Linked DNA regions of Mus musculus: region 2 is linked to region 1. Evidence: chromatin contacts called from public HiChIP or PLAC-seq data. All regions are on one chromosome and are shown on one strand. Each heading gives the region's core, a stretch centred on a gene start, on an enhancer-like site or on the middle of the called end of the contact. The rest is flanking DNA. Distances are from core to core; before and after follow the strand shown.

Region 1 (6,816 bases), core at 4,052-6,551:
CTTATCAACAAAAAAGGGGAGGGGGGTGGAGAGCAAAATATTAAAAGAAACTGTAAAAAAGAACAGTGTCCCATAGCCTCTATCAGGAAAGGTTACAAAGGAGGCCGGATAAAATGTGCATGTAGTTCCAGAGGAGGGTCACACTTTATCTTGCGGGATGTTGTTGCTTCAACTGGGTCTTTGAAGATAGTAAGGCTTTGAGAAGCGGAGCAGGTGAAGGAAAGAATTCTTGGGTAGTTCCTTCAAGGATAACAGAAATCCTGAGTACTGACAGTGTGGAGTGGACACCAAGTCTAAAGGTGGGTGTGCCAGTCTCTGCTGTTGCCAGGGCCAGGCAGGGAGAGGGAAGCTGCAACTGGGCAACGGAGCAGCTCATCACAGTGACTGGGAAGCCAAGCAGGCGAGATGGGAAAGGGCGACGGCGGCAAAAATACAGCACACGGGGAATATCCCCACCTCCTACCTCCCAAGAATGGCATTCATCATATTAACGAACTCATCAATGGTTAATCCATTCATTAGGTCAGAGCACTCTTGATCTCTGTAATTGCCCTTACAGACACCCTCAGAGGTGTGCTTTATTAATCTTGTAGGCAGTCTTCGGTTCAATCAAGTTGGCAATTAAAGTTAATCTTCACAGTGGGAAGCCATGCATTCAACAAACATGCCTGGGAATTCAGAGCTTGGCTGAAACTGTACTGGTTGCTGTGGGTGAGCTGAGAGAATACTGCTTCTCGGGATCCTTGAGTCCAGTGGGAAAGACGGGTAAACACACAGCCATTAGAAGCTGGAGAGATACAGCTCAGAGGCTAAGATCCTTTCCTGCTCTTGAGGAGACCCACTCTCCAGGAGCCACCATTTTTTTTTTTTTTTTAAAGACCCATGCGGAAGTAGATAGGGCTTTATAATGAGAACACAGAAGAGGAAGACCAGACTTCAAAACAATTTTTAAAGGTTTCCCACATTTTTTTTTTTTTTTTTTTTTTTTTTTTGGTTTGTCGAGTCAGGGTTTCTCTGTATAGCCCTGGCTGTCCTGGAACTCACTTTGTAGACCAGGCTGGCCTTGGACCCAGAAATCCACCTGCCTCTGCCTCCCAAATGTTGGGATTAAAGGCGTGTGCCACTATGCCAGGCAGTTTTCCACATATATATATTATCTCAAATACATAACTTTATTCCTTTTAGTGGTTGCACACTTTGAGGGGCAGTTTAGTTATTTTACTTGTTTATTGTGGGGTGTGTGTGTGTGTGTGTGTGTGTGTGTATGAATGAGTGAATTTGTGTTTTGGTTAGCAGACAACTTATAGGAGGTAAGTTCTCTTCTACAGTATGGGTTTCAGGGATTGAAGTCAGTTTGGCTGCAAATGTCTTTACCTGCTGAGCCATCTTACTAGTGCGGAAATTAAGTTTTAAATATTAATTATAAAATAGTATATTCAAATATATACTATTGCATATATTCAAATATATGCACAACAATATTTAAAGTGAAAGTCCTGCTGTGATGACTATTCAAATTATTGTTTATTATTTCTTGTGGGTTTGGGAGATCATACTGACACAGTGACTATAAAGGCTTGGTATGATGAGACTATCCGTTTCTTTATGGTCAAGAAGAAAGGTTCGGGAGTAGGTGGTAGTGCTGCAGGCCTTCAATCCCAACACTCTGCAGGCAGATCTCTGTGAGTTTCAGGTTAGCCTAGTCCAGGGCTGTTACACAGAGAAACCCTGTCTCCAAAGCAAAGCAAAGCAAAGCAAAGCAAAGCAAAGCAAAGCAAAGCAAAGCAAAGCAAAGCAAAGCAAAGCAAAGCAAAGCAAAAGCAAAGCAAAGCAAAAGCACAAAACACAAAAGGCCCCACTCTCCTCAAAAAGACAGTGGAAATTTTTCCCTTTAATGAGAGAATGCCCTTTTACTTCCCAGAGTCCCTAGCCCCTAGAACTCCTATTAGCCACGTCTTTTCTGGTTCTGTGAGCATTTTAATTCTTTCTCTAGAGTGTCCTGTCTACTCTATATGCCTGACTTCCTTGCTGGCTTAAGTCAAAGTCTTTCTCCTTATCAGTTCTTTCACCTCTGGGCAGCTGCTGAGATTGACAGCTTACCTGCCTGCCGGCTTTTCTTTTAAACCCTAATCAAACTGTCCTTTTTGAATAAACTTTGGCTTTGCTTGACTTTCAAAATTCTGCCTTTTAAATCTGTAATTGAAGGAGAATAAAGCCTTTTCCGTGGCTCCAGAGAGTTTCAGTGCCCAGGGTCTGGCGTGTGCTAGGCAGGTGCTGGTGGACCTATACTTGTTTAAAACCAGTTCTCAGTTGGTGGACTTTTCTGTTCCCCAGTTTTCACTCTTACCTGCAAGTTGCGAGAAAAAAAAAAAAAAACCCTTTGCTTCTACAGCATTGTATATTTGGGCTGATATCTTGGGCTATATTAGTTGATGCATGTGGCATATATATATTTACAGTAAGAACTAATTTAAAATTTCTTGAAAACAAAAGAGAAAAATCTCAGAGAGCTTGGTTACAGAAAGATCTCTTCCCCCAGAAGGTGTAATATTGTGTTCACTTGTAATCTATCAGTTGATGTGCCTTGTGGAGACTTCCTTAACTGGGGAAAAGAAAACGACGGGCAGGCTGGTGGAACGGCTAACAGGTCCTTGGTTTTTCTGTGGTTACACAACACTTGCTTAGCAGGTATAAAGAGTAAAGACACCCCCACTTTGACGTCTAGAAGAACCGTGTTCTCCCATCCTCCTTTGGCTTTTTGAAACAGGGTCTTGTGGTCTTGAGCTCCTGGATTCCACAGTGTGCACACTGTCGAACTTGGCCCTTTAGAATTGTTCTTTGGTTCTGTTCGTGGTATAGGGACAAGCTGACTGAGACGCAGCCTGCACTGCAGAACTCAACAGCCTGAGTAACTGTTTTCAGGTAATGTGGGACCTTTGACTTCACTACAGAAAGAATTCCAGGAGAAGCCGGTGTGAAGCGGAGTTAGAGTAGACTTAGAGATTGCTTTTTAAAGCGTAGATTATTTGCTCACTCCAGTGGGTAAAACGAGGGGCTCAGTGAAAGACCACCACACCCAGGAGCAAGGCTGTGGGCTTTTCCAAGTCCGGCACATTTCATTGTCTTTACAGTATCAAAATATTTAAGATTTTGATGTGCTTTGAAGTTAAGTTTGAAAGCTTGTTACAGAACTTAAGTAAGATCACAGGGTGGTTCTCCAGGTATACTGGGCAGTTAACAGTTGAAAAGGTTAAACCAGCCAGGTGGTGCTCAACTTTAATCCCAGCACTAGGGGAGGCAGAGGAAGATCTCTTGAGTTGGATGCCAGTTTGGTCTACAGGGTGAGTTCCAGGACAGCCAAGGTTACACGGAGAAACCCTGCCTCGAACCCCTCTCCCACCAAAGTCAAACCCTAAATCACTAGGGTTGTAAGAGAAGTTAGGATGTTTTCTGTTTCTTCTTTCAAATTTCTAGAAAATATCTGGGAAAGGAGTAAGACCATATTGAAGGTTACATGTTCTTACCTATTCACAGTTCATTGCTATTTTAACATTCTTTAAATCTGAGGCGGGGTCTCATTTGTAGCCCTGACTATCCTGGAATTTTGCTATGTCCTCGAGGTTAATCTGAACTCAGAGAATGCTGGGATTATAGATGTAAGGCACGACTCCAGGATATTTTAACTTTCTTGGAATAGTTTTCTCTAAAGCAGGTGCTGTTCATCTTATTTAATGCCTGACTCTTGGTGAAAGGTACCCTTTTTCTTCTCATGTCCCCATGCATTCCCTCCTCTTCCTGTTCTGCCTAGTTTGATATCAATTCTTAGAAATAGAAACCAGGTGGTGTGTCTTTGAAGGGATAAGGAGAACTCCAGGCCAGCTTGGGTTACATAGCTGAGATCCGAGCTAAATTCAAAAGCAACCCAAGTTCTTTTTCAATATACGTTAATTTTATGGATTCAGGTCTCGTGTAGTGGAAAGAGTTTGGATTAAGACTTAAAACAGAGCTGGGCGGGGTGGGGCATGGTTGTGACCCCAGAGTTTGTAAAGCAGAGGCAAAAGGATCGGGCGTTCAAGGTTCTCTACATAGCTCTTTAGAGAAAGCAACACGAATCCTTGCCTCTCCCGTCCCCACTCGACCCATATTCAAACCCACCTAAAACAAACGGAAGTTTAAACCGGGTAGGTTGAGTAGTCAAGGTCCAGGGAGTAACTGGATCATTTCTAAAATATGAAACCAGCTTATGTAAAAAGTGAGGAAAACACATCTTAGACATTGGCACGATTGAAAAAAGCATCCTTTAGTTTTAAGCCCTTTTTCCCTTTGTACCTAGGGGGCAAGATGGGTAAAGATTGAGGTACAAATTAAGGCGAGTTTACATTCGGCGAACTTATAGGGGTAACGCACTAAACTACAAACCCTATAATGCATATAAAAAGTTTCTGGGAAATGACGCTCCGGTGATTTTCCCTCTTTAGGACGCTTCTCCCTCATTTCTTCTACTTTTTTCCTTTTAGAATTAAATCTCCAACCTTTCCAGAGTGAACCTTTGGCTATATGTAGAGAAAGTGAATACCGTAACTTTTTTTTTTTAAATAATCGTTTGTGCTATGCGGATACCCAGGACAACGCTGATGAAATAATCCATCTCCTTTGGAGTTATTAGAAATAGGAATTACTAGCGCGATGCTCTCTGGCAGCCCTTCGCACTCCGGGGGAACGGTGGCTGCAGCCGAGCCTCGCGCGCCTCCCTAACCCGGCTTCCGCGTGTTAACGTCCCGCACGCTCCGCGTGGCGCGCGACTGCGGCGCCCAATCACTCAGGCAGGGCCGGCTCCGCCCACGGAGCGCTCAGGGCCCGCGCCGAGCGGCCTGCGAGCCACGGCGGGCTTCAGGCGGAGCCGAACGAACGGCGCCCGCCGCCGGCCGTTCCGGGTTGCGCGGCGCTGCCGGGCAGACTCAGAAGCGCCGCACGCCCTGCGAGCCCGCCTGCCCGTCCGGACCGCCTGCGCTCGTCCTCTCCACCCCACCGTTCCCGAGCTCGGGGAGGGCCCGCGGCTGCACAGAGGCGCTCCTCAGGGAACGGACGGGAATTCCCCCTTCCACCGAACGTTCCGGATTGTTCACCGTCCTCACGTCAGCAGCAGGGGGTAATCCCCGGCTCCAGCTGCTCCTGACGTCACCGCGCCGAGACTCCGCCTCCCCGCCCCGCCCCCCGCCCCGCCCCCGCCCTTCCCCCGCGCCAGGCCCAGCCTCCGGGTCCTCCTCAAAGCCCCGCCCCCGGTCTAGCCCCGCCCCTTCCTCTCCCCCAGGCGCCGACGTAGAGGGCGGAGCTTCCCTGACCTGGGGCGTGAGCTGCTACTTGGGCCAGAAGGTTCTGTGGTGGAGGCCCTCCTCCTCCGGCTCCGCCCAGTGGGTTCGTTTGCACCGCGGCTTCCGCACCCTTTCTTCCTCCTCTTTTCCCCTCGCCCCGCCTCCCTCCTCTTACTTCTCAACCTCTCCGCTGCGTCCCCCCTCCCTCGCCACCTTCCACGATCTCGCGAGACTTGGCCCAGAACATTGCGGATCGGGTCGGCGCCATTTTGGGACTGAGACTGGTTGTGGGGGAGGGAAAAGCGGCAAAAGGGGATTATTCAAAGTACCGAAAACCTCCTCCCGGGATCGAGCGCAGCGGCACCCCCAGGCCAGGGGCACCTCTGGTGGGGCAGAAGGTAACACAGTCCCCTGGGCCCCGGACGGGAGTCTCGGGGACCGGGGGAGGGGTTGCCCGTGTCGGCGTTGGGGCTTGAGGGGTCGGGAGCGGCGTTGGTGGCGCGAGGCGTGAGGGTGCGGGCGGCCGGGGGGCGGCGTGAGGCGTGAGGCGCGGGGCGCCCGCCCGTCCTCCCTCCCTCCCTCCCTCCCCCCGGCCGGCGTTGACTCAGCCCGGCGGAGCGGAGGCGGCGGCGGCGGCCGTGGGGCGAGGTGGGCGGCGGGCCTCGGCGGCCGTGGTGGGGGGGGGTGGTGCTCGGCGGCGAAGGCCGGGAACGGCCGGGGCGCCCGCGGCGTCGGGCTAAGACCCCAGGCCCCGGCACGCGCGCCTTCCTGGGCCACCACCAGCAAGGCGGCCCCGGGAACCGGGGAACCGGGGGACCGGGGACTGGAGTCGCGGCGTGCGGAGCCGTGGACTTCCGCCGTGTGCTCGGCGGCGCTTCGCCCTCCCCGCCGCGCCGGGCTCCGTGGCAGTTGCGGTGGTGGTGGTGGCTGCTCGCCCAAGGCGAGCGCTCCGAAGTCGCGTCGGCTCCCGAGTCCGACGGGACCTGTTTATTTTCCCGGGGAGAGCACGGTCCTTAACGGGGTGGACGGGTCGCGTCCCGCACCTCCCACCCCTGGAGTTTTGGCCGAAACCTGTTTGCTTAATTTCAAGGGAATGGGGCCGAGCACCTGGAGCCGAGCGCTGCTCTCCCGGGCTTGGGAGTCAGCCCCCGGGCGAACCGTAGCCACTCGCCCTGCCACGCTCGCCTTGCCACGCTCCCCTCCCGCCCGCCGGCCTGCCCGCCGGCCTTCCTACTAAGCCGTAGTGGGGACAATCCAGCTGCTCCGTCCTCCGAGATTGCGTTTTGGAAGGAGCGTCACGCTCCTTTCCGCCTCTCACTCTCGGAGTCGGGTTCCCCGACGCTCCGTGGCAGCACCACCTGTCCATTTGTTTTCCTTTGGCACATGGGAGAGAATCGGGGAAGAGCACTGCTGAGACCGTGGGCCACTTTCGTAGTTTGAATATTTGCTCAAAGTTTTTAAGTTGGGCGCTTGCAACCTCCAGGGTACTACCTGCACCCAGTTC
Region 2 (6,816 bases), core at 922-3,421, 290 kb before region 1:
TAACTGACGTCGCGGCTAAGCAGGTTTGGTTTGGTTTTATTTTATCATAGGAACACAGCTCGTGCGGCGCCCTGTACTGAGTGAGGCGTCCTCACATATCCACCACTCACTGCATACTTCCCTGGCTCTCTCTTGGCCCTTTCCGAGGGTCCTAGGCTGTTCCCTTGTTCTCCTTGCTCCTTGGTGTGTGATTTCCTGCTAGAGTAAGCTCTTAGACCCGTCTGGGAGCAGTCTGTGTCTCACGGAACCCGGGTCTTTCCCACAATTTCTCTTCTGGACACCACAGGCATGAAGAGTCTCCTTAGTACAGCCACCCAGAGTCTACACTATTAAAGTAGTTCCTATCTGTGCTAATGAATGACCTGTGCTAAGCAGTAAGATTGTGTTGGGACACTAGTAGTAGCTGCTCCTGCCACACAGGAGCACCCTAATCACAAGTAGAATTTGTGTACTTCTCAAATTCTGGTAGTAAAATGGATGCCACTAAGAGAGAGAGAGACAGAGACAGAGAGAGAGAGAGGGAGAGAGAGAGAGATATTATTAATATAGCCCAGGCTGGGCGTGAAGCTTGCAATCCTCCTGCTTCAGCCTCCCAGGTGCAGTTGTGCCCCAAGCCTGGTTTATAAAATCAGGTTGCCTGCTGAGCCATCCTCTAGGACACAGTTAACCCTTTGTACTACTACGTAGCCTATCAACTTTTTAAAAAATGGTAGGGTTCTGAGCGTCATTGAGCGCCATGTCTATGTGACTTCGTTGTGCAAAGCTGAAATCTGAGCCCGTTTTTGGGATTTTCCCAGAGACTAGAGTGTATTAGGGTGTTTCATTCCAGACTAGGTGGTTTATATTTGTAGATTAATTTAGGAATAATGAAAAAACCCTCTTAATAAATACCATTGAGATCTTGGCTTAGCTGGTTAAAGAATCGTGAAAATGCTTCCCTCACTGAGACATGCCTGTGGCCCTTGGGAGTTACAGCCTGTCACTTGGGGCAGTATTAGGCTAGCACTAATTGTCTAGTAGCTGCAGAGGGACCCAGTGCAACCCTCCTGCCTACTTTTATTGTTCCTCCCTCGGTAGCTAAGTCCTCCCGGAGTCCTGACTTCTTTATTCTATCTGCGCCTACAGTTTTGTTTTACTTAGTTTTTTCTTTGTTACTCTGATCCCACTCTTTATGCAGTGACACTTTTCAAGCATCCTACTTTCAAACTGCAAGATGTCCAATACCATCTCGGTATAGAGTGTCTTTGAACCAAGGCACACTCTTGGACCAGCCAACTATGAACTCAACAGGGAGAAAGCCCCTGGGGACTGCCCCCCACCCCTACACACATACACACCTCTGATACAGTATATCAGTCCCAGCACACTTGGCTCCTCCCATAGGAAAGTGCTGAAAATGCAGTCCGTCCTGTAAGATCTCCCAGTGCTGTGAGGAAACCAGGAATTTAGATCGCGTTGCAATGGATATGTAGCCTGCTAGGATAGAATAGCTAGTGACTACAGAATACTGTAGGGAATTTTGTATTAAAGACGTGAGGATAGGAAACTTTGCAGATTGCGTGTGTGTGTGTGTGTGTGTGTGTGTGTGTGTGCAGACTATCTGCAAAGACATGTATAAATTGTCAGTGTTCTTAGTGCTGTAAGAACGGGGCGTGCCTGGCGTGTAAGGCACTCCAGGAAAGGGGCCTGGCTTATGGAACTGATGAACCCATAGTAAGCTGCTTAGACCCAGACATTAATATAATCATAATAAATAATATAAAAACGACCTCTTCCAAGACAGAAGGGGACTCTTGAAGCACCTAGAGTTTCACAGCCGTACTCCATACGTGTAGAAAAAGCTAGGGAAACCTAACATCAGGCTGAGGGGTTTTAAAGTTCTAGATCCAGCATAAAATGGCCTGGGCTCCATGCACCCGGATCAACAGGAACAGTCCTGTCGGCTAGTGTTTGCCTTTCAAACTCATGTCACTGCAGCCTTGTTCTTGCTCTAAGTCTTCCAGTAGTTCTCCCCAGAAGTATTTTGGCTTTACTAGAATCAGCTAACTTAAAAGGTCAGACATGTATAAACTATTTTAGCTAAAAGCCCGTATGTTTCTAGGTAATAACAGCCATGGTACACTACCCCCCACCCCACACAGTGTGGTTAACCAGCCATCAGAAGTTCCTAGTAGCTTCAAGGCTTCCTGACTATAGTAGCTTTGGTTAAAAAAGGAAGCTCGCATTCTACTGTAGCTGTAGTGTTCCTTGGCTGGCAAGTCGTTGCTGTGTACATGTGCACACACAAATGCCTGACCACTGGAGACCCTGCTGTCTGTCTGTCCGTGGATGGACGACAAGCTAGGAGCCTGCTGTCTGTGGATGGAGCACAGGCGAGGCTATGAATAAACCACAGTGTAAGCACGGGAGGAAGATTTGGTTCCTGCTTTCCACTTCAAGGACAACGGAAGCAGTGTGTGTGTGGGGGGGGGGGGGGGGGTGTTTGTTTTGGTTTTTTTGTGGCATGAAAAATGGGATGTACTGCATGTTTTGTTTTGTTTTTCTGAGATCTCAGCGTTTGCAAATTATACCATTTTACAATCTATGAAGGAAAAAACGGTCACCTAAAAATTTACATGTCATTGCTCAGAGCCATTCAGATTTCAGATGACAGAGTGTAAAAAATGTGCATTTTAGAATTAACTATACAAAATACTTATGAGAAGGCTAAAACTCTTTGTTTATGTTTATAGATTGATTTAGGAATGATGAATTCTCTCAATAAATAACATCAGAGTTCCAGACGTAATCACAAGTGCAGAGTGATAAAAATACTAACATGGAAGTCATTCAGGGCTAGAAGTGGTAGGGAAGCCCTTAGGACTGCTGAAGCTGTTAGTAAAAGATAACTCGTTTCATCTGAGGCAACGGTCACTCGGTACTGCCTGTGCTCTGATGCACAGTGGATCGATGAAGCGTGTGCCTCCGCGTGAGGAGACGGGAGAGAAGCAGGAGTGTGAGCACCTATCTCCTCTGAGCTGCTCCCAGCCTGAAGGAGGCTCCCTGAAAACGCCCAGCAAGGGACCCTCACTTATCAAGGCTCCAGGAGGAGACAGTTGTCTCCAGTAGAGTTTGCAGTTGGAGGGAGGAGGAGACATGTTTGTAAGTTGCAGTGATCACTTTGAAGGAGAAAGAGCTGAGCTGGGAAAGGGTGAACTGACGCAGTCTCTGAGTGGCTGTGTAGAAGTGAATTCAGTGAGAAGTCAGGTGGGACATAGCCTGTCCAGGACACCCCAGAGCCTTGTGTCCTGGGGCTGGAGAAAAGGCAGGAGGGTGAGCCTGGGAGACTGGGGTGGCAGTGAGAATAAGCCAGCTCCAGAGACCCTGCCAGACCTGCGCGCCCCGTCTCCCCAGCAGTTGTTACTGCAGCCTGGAACCTTGTGACTCTTCATGGCTGAGGGGTTGCCCGAGGGTCCTCCGTTGGTTTCCTTCCAGAGCCTTGATAAGCATGCCTTGCTTAGAGTTTTAAGGAAGCTTCCTTCAGGAGGAAATAGGTACCCACTTTCTCCTGTCTTCTCCCTTTACCTCCTGTCTGACTTTCTTACATCCTCTTTTACTCTGTCATCACCATCGTCATGGTAACAACATCACAGTACGGAATCAGCAATGGAAACAAATCCTGCTAAGTAAATGAACCGTCATTTAAGCAGCCTTTCCACCCGGCGTTCCCTCTTGCTTAGGAACCTTTTTTTTTTTTTGAGTAGCAGGATGTCTGCTTTGTAGCCTGCCCTGTCTTTTGCAGGATTCAGGTCAGATGTAGAGTGTCAGGTCAGATGTAGAGTGTCCTTTTCTTCCCACGGGCACCTAGTCGTTTCCGACTGTGTCCTTGCTGTGTGCTGCTTGGGCCACAGTCTCGGTGTTTCATTGGTGTCTGGTGAGCACACCCTCGCCGCTCCTGTGTACCTTGGGTTTCTTTTGTTTTGTTTTTGTTTTGTTTTGTTTCTGTTTGTTTGTTTCACTCAAGCTGCTGCTTCTGAGTTGTGATTAACTGGAAAATTCCCTGACAAGTTCGAAGTTAGCCTTCAGGAGTGAGTTCAAGGTCATCGTTTCTGGTGTTTCTACGAGCGTTTCCCCTTCCTGTCAGCGTACAAAAATCATTATTCTCTAGCCTTACCGGGCTTTCCAAAAATAGCTACTGAAGTTAGCCTAGAATTCTAAAAAATGGGTCCTTCTCCCAGAATACAGGTGCTTAGCCGTCCCCGGGAGCCAGGCTTTGAAGCCTGCGCGCGCACGCATATTTGTGCACGCACACCAGTGGGGATGGGTGCACTTTGCAATTAGCGGTCTTGCAGAGAATGGTGCTTTTAACTACTAGACTTTGTGTAATTAGTTCCCTGAAGTCCCTCGCTTAAAGATTATCTTCATTCTGGTAACTCACTATTATAAAGTGAAGGTCAAAATGTTCGTAGCAGGTCCTTTCCACTCTAGTTATGAAGTATACACCAAGAGCTTCGTCATAGTGATCTTGTTCCAGGAACACGCAGACTTGATCGTGTTGTCTCAGGATATCGGCATGAGTCCTTAGAAAATCTAAAATAAGGGTAGTCGGGAGCTTTCCAAATACCTGTTTCTGGTATATCGTAATATCGGTGTGGTGGGCGGGCTTTGCTAAAGCAATAGCTGATGTTTTGGATTTGTTCTGGCATCTACTAAGAAAGGAGCTGCATTTGTATATTATTAGGAAGCCTACAACTTCTAGGTAGAACCTCCTCTTGTTAGAGATACCGTTAAAGTTGGTGGTAGCAGACAGTGCTGAGCGGTGTGCACGCTAAACACAGAATTCATGATGCGTGGTGGTTTTGTCCCTTACCGCTGTTTTTCTGGGGGTTTGTAACTCTGTCCTTTCAGGCACCTGTCACCAGGGCAAAACAACCAGCTGTTTACTTGTGCTTAGGAATCATGTCTCGCACCTGACGCTTTTCTTGTCCTTATTTCTCCCGTAACTTTAGTCGAGAGATGGAGAATAAAGAAACCCTCAAAGGACTGCACAAGATGGAGGATCGCCCGGAGGAGAGAATGATCCGGGAGAAGCTCAAGGCGACCTGTATGCCCGCCTGGAAGCACGAGTGGTTGGAGAGGAGGAACAGGAGAGGCCCTGTGGTGAGTGCTGTGGGCTCCGGCTCTGGGGAAGGCGGCGCAGGAAGTGAGGAGCTCAACTTCCTGTCGCCTTGAAATAAGGCATAACTAAAACTCTGCCCAGTAAGCCACTTAAGCCGTCACAGGACTGCGTTTGGTGGAGCGCATAAAGGAACCCTCTGACGGCAGGGTCTGTACTCTGAGTAGGTTTTGTACTGGATTCTCTGAATAAAAATTCTAATTGATTTCAGACGCTTTATGTCTGATCAGGCCTAAGAATTGTGCTTCCAGAAATCTTTCAGGAAAGCAGGGGGAAAAAAAAATCAGATTAAATAGACTTGGGGCTAAAGATAAAATTTATGGAGTCACAAGAGTAGCCAGGTTAAGAAGGGAAAGGACCCTGCATCCTGAGCTGTGATTTCCGCTCAGACAGTTGAAGATGCTGTGGTAAAATGCACCTCTGTCCAGACAGAGGGAGAGGGAGAGGCCGCCAGTCTCTGGAAAACGCTTGGCTTATATTTTTCTTTTGAAACAGAAACAGCAATGCATTACACTCCAGCCAGCCCCTGACTAAACCCTGCCACATAGCCTTCTGCTCCTTCCTCATCCCACAGGCATATTCAACATTAAATCAACTAAACACAAAATAAAAATCTCAGCTTTGAAATTGTACTCCATGTCTTAGTGTCCTGCCTGCATGTTGTCTGTGTATCATATGTGGTGCCCACAAGTAATGGGATCCTTCATCATTTCGTTCTTTGGAGAGGAGAGAGAGAAATAAAGGACTAAGCTTAGAAAGATCTGCTGAAACACTTTTAGATGTGAGAGAGAGTGGAGAGGGGCTCAGTTCTGCTCCGTCAAAACTAAGCAGTAGAGAACTAAGCAGTGAACACCATTAAAGGTTAGAGCGTGCTCCATCAGAGCTTAGGGCCTGCTCCATCAGAGCTTAGGGCCTGCTCCATCAGAGCTTAGGGCGTGCTCCATCAGACCTTAGGGCCTGCTCCATCAGAGCTTAGGACCTGCTCCATCAGAGCTTAGGGCGTACTCCATCAGAGCTTAGGGCGTGCTCCATCAGACCTTAGGGTGTGCTCCTTCAGAGCTTAGGGCGTGCTCCATCAGAGCTTAGGGCGTGCTCCATCAGACCTTAGGGCCTGCTCCATCAGAGCTTAGGACCTGCTCCATCAGAGCTTAGGGCGTACTCCATCAGACCTTAGGGCCTGCTCCATCAGAGCTTAGGGCGTGCTCCATCAGAGCTTAGGGCGTGCTCCATCAGACCTTAGGGTGTGCTCCATCAGAGCTTAGGGCGTGCTCCATCAGACCTTAGGGCGTGCTCCATCAGAGCTTAGGGCGTGCTCCATCAGAGCTTAGGGCGTGCTTCTCTTTAAGCTCCAGGAGCTGGAGTTATTCTACAGTGCTATATGGCAAATCCAACCACATTAATGCTATATTATTTAAAACTAATTTTCTCTCACTGTCTACTTTCTGGCAAATGCTTAAATACCTTGTATGTGGGGCAGGAGGAAAGAGAGAAGAGATGTGTAGAGTAAGTGACATAACCTATAATCCTTGAGCATAATTGCCCATCTCGAATTCTGTGGCTTACAGATTTCAAACTATCCTTAGGAAGTTTACTTTGTACTTGGAAGGTCTAATTATTTTTGTTTATTTATTTATTTTTATTCAGTTGCCTTTAAAACCTTC

What was found. HiChIP or PLAC-seq counts read pairs in DNA pulled down with a chosen protein or histone mark.
Region 2: a contact with region 1 is called in an H3K4me3 HiChIP or PLAC-seq map of the 230-238 cell line, with 18 read pairs. The contact joins the enhancer-like site here to the promoter of Gpbp1 in region 1. A contact is called at or near these places in 2 of 39 promoter capture datasets (the C10 cell line and the HPC-7 cell line), 9 of 115 datasets of contacts at active chromatin or transcription factors (the 230-238 cell line, effector CD8 T cells, embryonic basal ganglia and 5 more) and 3 of 9 other capture datasets (adipose tissue, embryonic stem cells and liver).

What each region holds. Positions count from the first base shown.
Region 1 is chr13:111,488,612-111,495,427 of GRCm38.p6, reverse strand. It overlaps Gpbp1 (GC-rich promoter binding protein 1), which reads left to right and starts at 5,301. Exons shown (of 13, transcript NM_028487.5): 1 at 5,301-5,710.
Region 2 is chr13:111,774,191-111,781,006 of GRCm38.p6, reverse strand. Map3k1 (mitogen-activated protein kinase kinase kinase 1) reads left to right here. Exons shown (of 20, transcript NM_011945.3): 2 at 4,989-5,139. Among named protein-coding and RNA genes, the nearest start is that of Map3k1, 31 kb to the left of the region's middle. Within about 2 kb of position 2,171, at least 97 of the 459 cell types and tissues checked have an H3K27ac peak or open chromatin away from gene starts, as enhancers often do. A contact at or near this core is called in the 230-238 cell line, the HPC-7 cell line, effector CD8 T cells and 2 more, where this site is marked.